Linked DNA regions of Mus musculus: region 2 is linked to region 1. The links are chromatin contacts, called in public HiChIP or PLAC-seq maps. All regions are on one chromosome and are shown on one strand. Each heading gives the region's core, a stretch centred on a gene start, on an enhancer-like site or on the middle of the called end of the contact. The rest is flanking DNA. Distances are from core to core; before and after follow the strand shown. Region 1 has its middle 21 kb from the start of Anpep. Region 2 has its middle 34 kb from the start of Gm31966.

Region 1 (4,447 bases), core at 704-3,203:
CAAATCCCGAGGCCCATGTAAATTTTAGGTGTCTTTGTGTACCACAGCAGAATCCCAGGGCTTGCTGGCTGCCAGCCTGGCTCCAGTGTCCGTGAAAGCCTGCCAGGGGAATAAGGCAGAGGGTGAGAGAGCAGGGCGTGCCACCCTCCTTTGACTTCTGTATGTGCATAGGTGTGTACACCCAGGCACACATACACAGACATCACACATAACACACACACACACACACACACTAAAACAAAACAAAAAACAAAAATACCAAAAATCAAAAAATCCAAAGGGTGGTGGTGGCACACACCTGTAAACCCAGCATTTGAGAGGCAGAGTTCAAGGCCAGCCTGATCTACAGAGTGAGTTCCAGGACAGCCAGGGCTACACAGAGAAACCCTGTCTTGGAAAAAAGTGAACAAAGAAACAAACCATAACCAACAACAACAGAGAGAAAGGGAGTGGGGGTTGGGGAGGTAGAATTCTGAAGAGTCTGGTTAGAGTTCTTACTTAGCCCTGAGTCTCATCCTGGACCCAAATCAAACCAAACCAGTTCTTTCAACTAGTCTTTGGCCTGAACTCACATTGGACATTTGCAGTTCTGGCATTATGTAGTCGTGAATTACAGTCATGTTACAATAGGAAACACATTGAACGGGCCCAACGGGCCCTCCCTTTGCACTTGCTCCTGCCAAGCCGGCAGACAGTGCTCTCTCATCTCTAGGGACTAGTCAGCACGCTCTACTAATGAGATCACACCACTCGGAACCAACCCTATGTGTCGGGCTGCCTCGCTCCTGAGTTAGTTTAGATTTGACTCAAACACACAGAACCCCTGGCGCAGTGTGTGATGCCGCCCTCGAGACCCCTGCATCCGCTAGGGGAGGCTTGTCGGGCCCCAGCTGTGGGGATCCACCAGAGGAGACTGCTTGGATTCAAGGTTTTGAGCCAATAGAAAGTCTTTATTAGCTAGCTGGGTGTTGGGGAGCCAGTGTAGCTCCAAGCCCCTATCAGGGCAGCCATTTGAGCACAAAAGCCATGTTCTGGGTTGACTAACAGTTAGAAGTGGAACTACAGAAGCTAAGGGGCAAGGTGAGTCCATTCAGAGACTTCCCAGAACGACAGGATTTGACGGAGTGGGTCTTTGTTCTCGTTTTTTTTGGCAGGCGGTGCTGTCTGCGTGTTGTTTTACGGCCTGAGTGGTACTTCCAGCCCTGAGGTGGTTATGCTAAGGTCTTAGGGCCTCCTAAGGTCTGGCACCCTGTTTCTCAGTAACCAACAGCCTTACAACGTGGTGGTTCCTTTCTTGTTCACATTCCATGCTGTCATAAGCTGGCTGCAGTTTTGTGCCAAGTCACCTGCATTCCAGGACCCAGGTTGAAGGAACAACCCTTATCTGGGGAATGGCTCCCTGCCAGACAGAGGTAGAATGATCCCCATTGCACAGTGCTATGACCCCGCAGGTGTCTTCTGTGAGCTGGCACACCTCTAGTATGTACACCAGTCACTAATGAAAGCAGTCACTCGCAAGAAGTAGTCTAGCCTGGTGTCAAAACGTTGGCTATCCCATTCTCCCCTGGAGTAGAATTCTGACCAGCTTGTTTCAGCTGCCTGCCCCATCCCCACGATTAGTTCTTAGCCTTCCTTCCCTGGGTTGAGACGATGACACACTGTCTGCTTCACACCATTCTGGGCTGCCTCTTCCCTGACAGGGCCTGGGTCAGTTGGACTACCTAAGACCATCTTTGGCCAAGGCCTACTCTGTACACCCATTCCAAGGCAATCTCCTCCCTCACACTTCCCAAAGCCCTGGAGTTCTGTAGCTGGAAATGCAAGCAGACCTGGAAGCCATTGGAGATGGATCCCTTCCCTCCCGTTTCCCTGGTAACATTAGGAAGGAAGTCTCTTAGGATTTAAATTACCACTGGGTGGGGCATCTGGGCTTTGTAGAGTCAAGAACTCAACAAAGGAGAACTACTACTTCCTGATTCTTTCTTCTAACAAAGAAAGGAGTTTTACCTCCAGCCCTGGGTAGGGACCTCATATCCCTCCCTGGGGATGGTGGCTGGCAGGACTTCCTTTCTGTATCCTTTCCACGGAGTCCTAACACAGAAAAGAGCAAGTTCTCTTCCATCCCACACCCTCTCTCTCTTACATACTGGCCAGGAACTGGACCATGCTTTCTCTGCCACTCTGGGCTCTTTTTACCTTTTCACAAAGCCCCACCCCCACACTTTTCCCACCCACGTGATTGTTTGCACATCGCCGTTGCAAACCCCCCTCCCCCTTCACTCTTCTTTTCCTTCGGCTTCCTCCTCCAGGCAGCTCTATAATTTTCTTCCAAACTCCAATAAAATTGTCCTCAAGCTTCCTTGCTGGTCTGTATTTAAATTCTTTTATCACAAGACTAAGAAACCAAGAAGGAAAATTTAGTTTCCCTGGTAACTAGGGACTCCCATTCTATGGCCACAGAGTCTTCTAACCTGAGCTTGTGTGAGCAGGCTGTGTAAGCAGCAGTCTGCCATAGGCCAGGTTCTTCCTGGGCACTGCTTTCCCTGTGCCCTTGCCAGGCTTCCAGAACTCCCAGCCGCAACCCCCCCCCCCCCCACAACTCTCACAGCCTCGGCTTTCTCTCTTCGCAACCTTGGGGTGGACACTCGGTCCTGCTTGGGTACTGTCTGCCTGTGAGCAGGCCCCTGTTACTTGCAGGTCACCAAGGTCTTGCCTGCTCTTCCCTTGACCTCGATCTACACCATGACACTTTCCAAGTCCTGCCAATTCGAGCTCTACAGTGTGCTACAAGTCTGCTCCATGTCTGTCCCCACTGTCCCACTCGGATCTAGCCTGGGTCACCACAAATGCTCTCCCAGTTGGGCTCTGAGGCATCTTTTCTTTCCCTCTTCATCCACACTCTGCTCAAAAGTCAAGAATAAAAATAAAAACAAGCCGGGCGGTGGTGGTGCACACCTTTAATCCCAACACTTGGGAGGCAGAGGCAGGTGGATTTCTGAGTTCGAGACCAGCCTGGTCTACAGAGTGAGTTCCAGCACAGCCAGGGCTACACAGAGAAACCCTGTCTCAAACAAACAAATAAAAACAAAATAAAACCAGAATTAAACGTTGTGGTGCATGACTATAATCCCAGCATTTGGGAGGCAGGGGTTTGAGGCCAGCAGGGGTGGGGGTGGGGGTGGGTGGGGTGGGGGGTTGCCGGGTGAGAGCTCAAGGCCCTGTGAGACTTAGCCAGACTCAGCTTTCCTTTCCCTCCAAGCCTCCCTTGCTGCCTCAGGCCTGCTCTCCATCTTTGGGGATCTTAGTCTGTGCTAAGTGTCTGCAAAGTGGGGAACTGGAAGCTTTACCTCCAAAGGTGGCCATGTTGGGGGAGGGACCTGTGAGCGAGCACTGGGCACTGTGGAACGGATTGCTGAGGTCTTTGTTCTGAAATCCGACTGGACCTCCACCTCCTGCCATGGGGTCATGATCATGCACCACAAAGATCTTCCCAGACTGCAGAAAACAAAACTAACAACCCCAAACTAGTTCATTAGTTTGCATTAAATGAGAACCGGTTTAGAGCTTGGTTCCGGGGATATACGCCTTCATGGTGGGGATTGTTGGAATAGAGCAAGGACTTGGTGCTTGGCAATAGGACAGCTCCTGTCTGTGGCAGCAGGAGGCTGCCTGCTGCTCCTATCTTGGTAGACTAGAAAGCCAAGAAGAGCCTGATGACATTCCTGTTCTTTATGTTTTGTTTTGTTTTGTTTTGTTTTTTCCCCAAAACAGGGTTTTTCTGTGTAGCCATGGCTGTCCTGGAACTCACTCTGTAGACCGGGCTGGCCTCAAACTCAGAAATCTGCCTGCCTCTGCCTCCCAAGTGCTGGGATTAAAGGCCTGTGCCACCACTGCTGGGCGAGATTCCTGTTCTTTATAAATGGCCCGATCTGATATTCCACTAGAGCTGCACCGAGGGACTGAGGTGATCCATGAGTTCTGTCCTGCCTCTGGCTCCAGACCCTGTGCTCAGCTGGTAGCTCAAGCTAACACATACCCTGGGATCACTGGTTAAAGCCCTCAGTGGTCCACTGAGCTATGCTTCCCCTAGGAAGTCTCTTCTCACCTCTATCCTAGAACGGAACCCTCCTGTATTCAAGGGGCCCATGAACGTAAGTATCTCTGCAACCCTGCGGCCCTGTGGAACAGTGTGGAGTGGTGCAGCAGGGTGGTGGGACAGTGGCAGTAAGGACAGTGACAACCATGAGGTAACAGTTCTTCAGCTCATACCACCAGTCAGTCACTATCCCACATGTTTTTGACAGATTAGTTTTCCACCAGTAAAGCTGCATGTTTTCAGACAGGGTCTCATGGAGACCAAGGTGGCTTCAACTATGGAGCGAATGCTCCTGCCCCAACCTTCTGAGCACAGGGCAGAATAGACAGATGTGCACCACCATGCCAAGTT
Region 2 (4,593 bases), core at 272-2,771, 99 kb after region 1:
ATGCACCAGGCGGCTGCATTACAGAGAAGCCCACTGGGTCCCCCGACTCACGAAAGCCAAATGCCTAGCACACGCCACCCAGCTTGCATTTGCTCCACCAGATCTTCCCTCACCAGCATCTATAATACACAACATTGTTGTCTGTGGTCTGTTCTCTACTACATCTACAAACTATGCTGGCCCCCTGATAAACAAAGTCTCCATCAAATGGATCTTTGGGAACTATACATGCAAGAGAGAGAGAGAGAGAGAGAGAGAGAGAGAGAGACAGAGACAGAGACAGAGACAGAGACAGAGACAGAGAGCATTGCCCATATAACCTTAGAGAGCCACCTGGACCATGTAACTCTAAGATTTCTGTAACTTATGGGTTTCATCAGCTTCCTAAGTCTTACAGGCCTCTCCTTCCTCCAGAAGTCTCCAATTCAGAGGAAATAACTATGCTAAATTGTTTACTAGAAAAATCTTCGCCAGACAATGGTAGCGCACGCCTTTAATCCCAGCACTTGGGAGGCAGAGGCAGGTGGATTTCTGAGTCCGAGGCCAGCTTGGTCTACAGAGTGAGTTCCAGGACAGCCAGGGCTATACAAAGAAACCCTGTCTCAAAAAACAAAACAACAAAAAACCCTCAGAGCCTAGCCCCAGTGACACACCCCCACCAACAAGGTGACACCTCCTAATCCTTCCCAAACATTTTACCAACTGGGGACTAAGAACACAAACAAATGAGCCTTGGGGGCAGGGGGGTGGGGGGCCATTGTCATTCAAGCCACTATAACTGGTAACACACAACTAAATACATTTAATTATTTGATGTCACTGTTGTCCTCAGGAGCCATGTGATGACACCTGCACCTAGTGACAGGTAGTGATTCCTGATTCTGCCATGGCTAAGGAAACACTTGCATGGCTTGATCCAATTGCTTGGGTTTCTTTTCAGTTTGAAGGTAAGGGTGGGCACTCTACAAATAGCTCATGAGTTTTCAGCCACCAGGCTAGGGTCCTCAGCTATGGTTGGACAAAAGTAAGAAGTCCATCATGGTATGCTGCTGCATGACACAGCTCACAGATCACAATAATGTACTGGCTATTCCGAAAAGCTAGGGAAAGGGGACTCTTCGTCTTCTTCGTCTTCATCTTCCTCTTCCTCTTCGTCTTCTCCTCCTCTTCCTTCTCCTTTCTCTTTCTTTTTTTCTCTTTTTCTTTTTTCTTTTGGCAGTGCAGGGCTTTGCAGCTAAAGTGTCACATCTGCAGGCAGAACTGACCAATTGATCAGTTGATTGATTCAACCATTGATTCACTGTGGGCCGAAGCAAGAGTGGGGCTGAGGAGTATACAAACCTTGCAGATCTCATCGGCAGCAGTGGAATGGCTCCTCCACCTGCCCTGGGCCCTCAAGGTCCTGGCGTCCATGGGCCTGTGTCCTCATCGAGGTCAGGTAGCACAGTAGCCAGGTTAAACTTCCTCTTCCCAGCAGCACCTGGAATGCCTCCTTATGCAAATGAGGCACTCCCAGAACCCTGGCCTCAGCCAATCATGTACACTCTCCCCCATAGACCCACCCTACCCACTCAGCAAAGGTTACATAGCCTTTGTTCCCCCACCAATTAAATGAGCTGCTCCCTGGATCCTGTCTCTGCAGAGTCTGTTTGTATGATCACTTGCCACTTAAGGTCTTTGCTTGCTGCCTAAGGTCTCCATCGCCCCCAGTCCCTCCCACCTCGATTTCCCTGATCACGCTGATATGGGGAGTGGCATGGGAACAGTTCACTGATCCATTGATTGAGATGAAATATCGCTAAGCCACCTAGGTTATCCTGAACTCCTACAACAGCCCGGGTAAAATACTGTGGTCCTCCTGCCTCAGGCTCCAGAGTAGCTGAGATTATATCCCTGTACTACTAGGCCCAACTAAAAGAAAAGAATTTTTAATGGCTGTACCAAAAGAAAATGATACTTATAGAGATACTTAAGATTTGAACCTTAGAGGCCTCAGGGGTTAAAGGTGACTACTGGGTTCAGTACTAAGTGCTCACATGACAGCTCGCAATGGCATATAACTCCAGTTCTCGGGGATTGGACCCCCTCTTCTGACCTCCTCAGTCTCCAACAGGCACATGGTGCGAATATATTCATTAGGGCTCACACATACACACATAAATCAATATTTTTTTATAAAAATTGCATGCCTGTAATAAACATTGATGCCTACATCAATGTCTGACCTCCGCACTATATAAACAGTCCCACGAATATAACTTAAGGCCATATTTATGTGTACATATGAGTATGCCTGTACATGTGAGTGTGTGTGTGTTTGTGTGTCTGTCTGTCTGTCTACCACATATGTACAGGAACCCATAGAGACCATGTGTCAGGTCCCCTAGAATTGGGGTGCTGGGAACCAAACCCAGGTCCCTTCCCAGCACAGCAAGTGCCCTCATCCCGAGTCACTCTCTGTCTCTCTCCTCGCTTTGTCAGCCAAGAGTCCTTTTTCTTTCTTTCAAAGCAATAATTTATCAAAGTAAATAGATTCAAATTTCCTCCCTACTACTCAGTCCTACTGCTAAGCATCGATATCTTTCTTTGTTTCTTCCTGGTTTTGCCTTTGCTTCTAAGAGTAAACATGACAGCTACTTCTTGATTTCTCAGGTTGGGACCTGCTCAGAGGACTTCCCACTCTCAGTGAAGTCTTATCAGGCTTTCTTCTGGCCAGGCCTTTCCCTCGTGCTTAAAATTCATATACAGTTCATGCAGAGTGCCATCATTTTTGTTTATTTTCTGGGAATAATTTTTCCCCTGAAATGAATTATTGCTTTATTTTTAAATTTATTTGATGATGGTTTCTACCCTGTCATCACTAATGCCCAACCCCCAGGCTGCCTAGATGCTGTCAAAGATGTCGGATAGTTTTGTTTTATTTTGTTTTGCCGTTCCTTAGTGCCTGGAAATAGGATTCCATGTGGCCCAGACTGGCTTGCCTCTCTCTTCTTCCACTGCGAAAATGCAGAAATATTAGACATTCACGTCCACACTTAGCTAATACTTCTTTTTCTAGAATTTAATTTTTTTTAATTTTATGTGTATGGTTGTTTTGCCTGCATGTGTGTCTGTGCACGGTTTGTGCATCTGGTTTCCTCAAAGACCAGAAGAGAGCAATGGATGGCCTAAAACTGAAATTACAGAAAATTGTGAGCTACCAAGTGGGTGCTGGGAATCCAACCTGGGTCCTCTGGAAGAACTGTCAGTGCTCTGAACTCCCAAGCCTCTCTCCAGCCATTTTTAAAATAGATTTTGGCAAGGTATGATAGTTCACAGCCTAGAACTCCCAAAGATAGTCTTGCCTCTCCCTCCCTGGTGCTGGGATTAAAGATGTGTGTCACAAATCGGTGACATCAAGCTGGGGTTTGCTCCTGCCATCCTGGAGCTTGGAGGGCTGAGTCAGGAGACTTGGAGTGAGTTTCAGGAGCTTCTGAGTGAGAACCCATCTCAGAGCAAAACTGTTAGCATCATCCTGGACTCCACCCCCTTCCACTCACTGGCTCCTTCCTCCTGGACTCCACCCCCATTCACTCACTGGCTCCTTCCTCTGGCTCAACCTCCTCTCTCAGGATTCCCAGGGGACTCCACCAGTCTCCTTGCCATGAGATCTGCTAAATCTGGGAGACCCACAGAGAGCATACCTAGAGACACAAGACACTAGCTAAGGTCTGCTCAGGATACATTCTGTTCTTCCAATTAGATTATTACTGCCTCTGTTTTCACTGAACCTCAGGCTGAAACAGGCATAACAACGCACACTGTACCTGTGAAAGAAGACCTGCCTTCCTGAGTCGGGCTTATCTTGTGCCATTATTAACCCCAGTCCCACCCATTGTCCTAGGTGTGATTTCATCCTCTGTGGCTGAGCGGTGCTCTGTGGTGTGTGGACAAAACATTTCCTCACTACTCAGAAAGCCGGTGTGGAAGGAAGGAGAGGTGTTGACCTGGGCTGGAGAGATGGCTCGCTGGCTAAACTTACCTGCTGCACAAAAGCATGAGGACCTGAGTTCAGATCTCGACAACCACATAAGAAGCTGGGCGTGGTCCTGCAGACACCTGTAACCCCAACACTAGGGAGAATAGAGACAAGAGGACCATGGGGACTCAAGGCTATGAGCATAGCTGAGAAACACATGTCCAGGCTCAGGGAGAGAGAGACCGGCCTGAAGGGGACAAAGGCAGAGCATAACAAAGGGCATCCAATCCCATCTAAGATCACACAGGCATGAGCACCCACACATACACACGTGCACTCTCCATACACATAGACATGCATACATACACATGCACACTAGCAAAACTAAGAAGGAAAGCAAGAATTCTTAGCTAATTAAGACTTCTCAGCAAAGCCAGATCTGCTTCTCGTGTGACATTCCAATTTGGGGCACTGAGGAATGATGGAATGGAAGCTACTGAACTTGCACTTGAGTGATCAGAGACACAACAATATATGATATTAGGAGAGCTTATACACCATACAGGAAAATGAAGGAGGGGAGACAAGACTGCGGTGCTATAGGAACCAGAAAAGAAAAGAATTTCTAAAGAAGT

What was found. HiChIP or PLAC-seq counts read pairs in DNA pulled down with a chosen protein or histone mark.
Region 2: a contact with region 1 is called in an H3K27ac HiChIP or PLAC-seq map of embryonic stem cells, with 7 read pairs. The contact joins two enhancer-like sites. A contact is called at or near these places in 1 of 484 Hi-C or Micro-C datasets (nephron progenitors), 1 of 115 datasets of contacts at active chromatin or transcription factors (embryonic stem cells) and 2 of 9 other capture datasets (adipose tissue and liver).

What each region holds. Positions count from the first base shown.
Region 1 is chr7:79,867,353-79,871,799 of GRCm38.p6, forward strand. No RefSeq gene overlaps it. Among named protein-coding and RNA genes, the nearest start is that of Anpep, 21 kb to the left of the region's middle. Within about 2 kb of position 1,954, at least 44 of the 459 cell types and tissues checked have an H3K27ac peak or open chromatin away from gene starts, as enhancers often do. A contact at or near this core is called in embryonic stem cells, where this site is marked.
Region 2 is chr7:79,966,975-79,971,567 of GRCm38.p6, forward strand. No RefSeq gene overlaps it. Among named protein-coding and RNA genes, the nearest start is that of Gm31966, 34 kb to the left of the region's middle. Within about 2 kb of position 1,522, at least 7 of the 459 cell types and tissues checked have an H3K27ac peak or open chromatin away from gene starts, as enhancers often do. A contact at or near this core is called in embryonic stem cells, where this site is marked.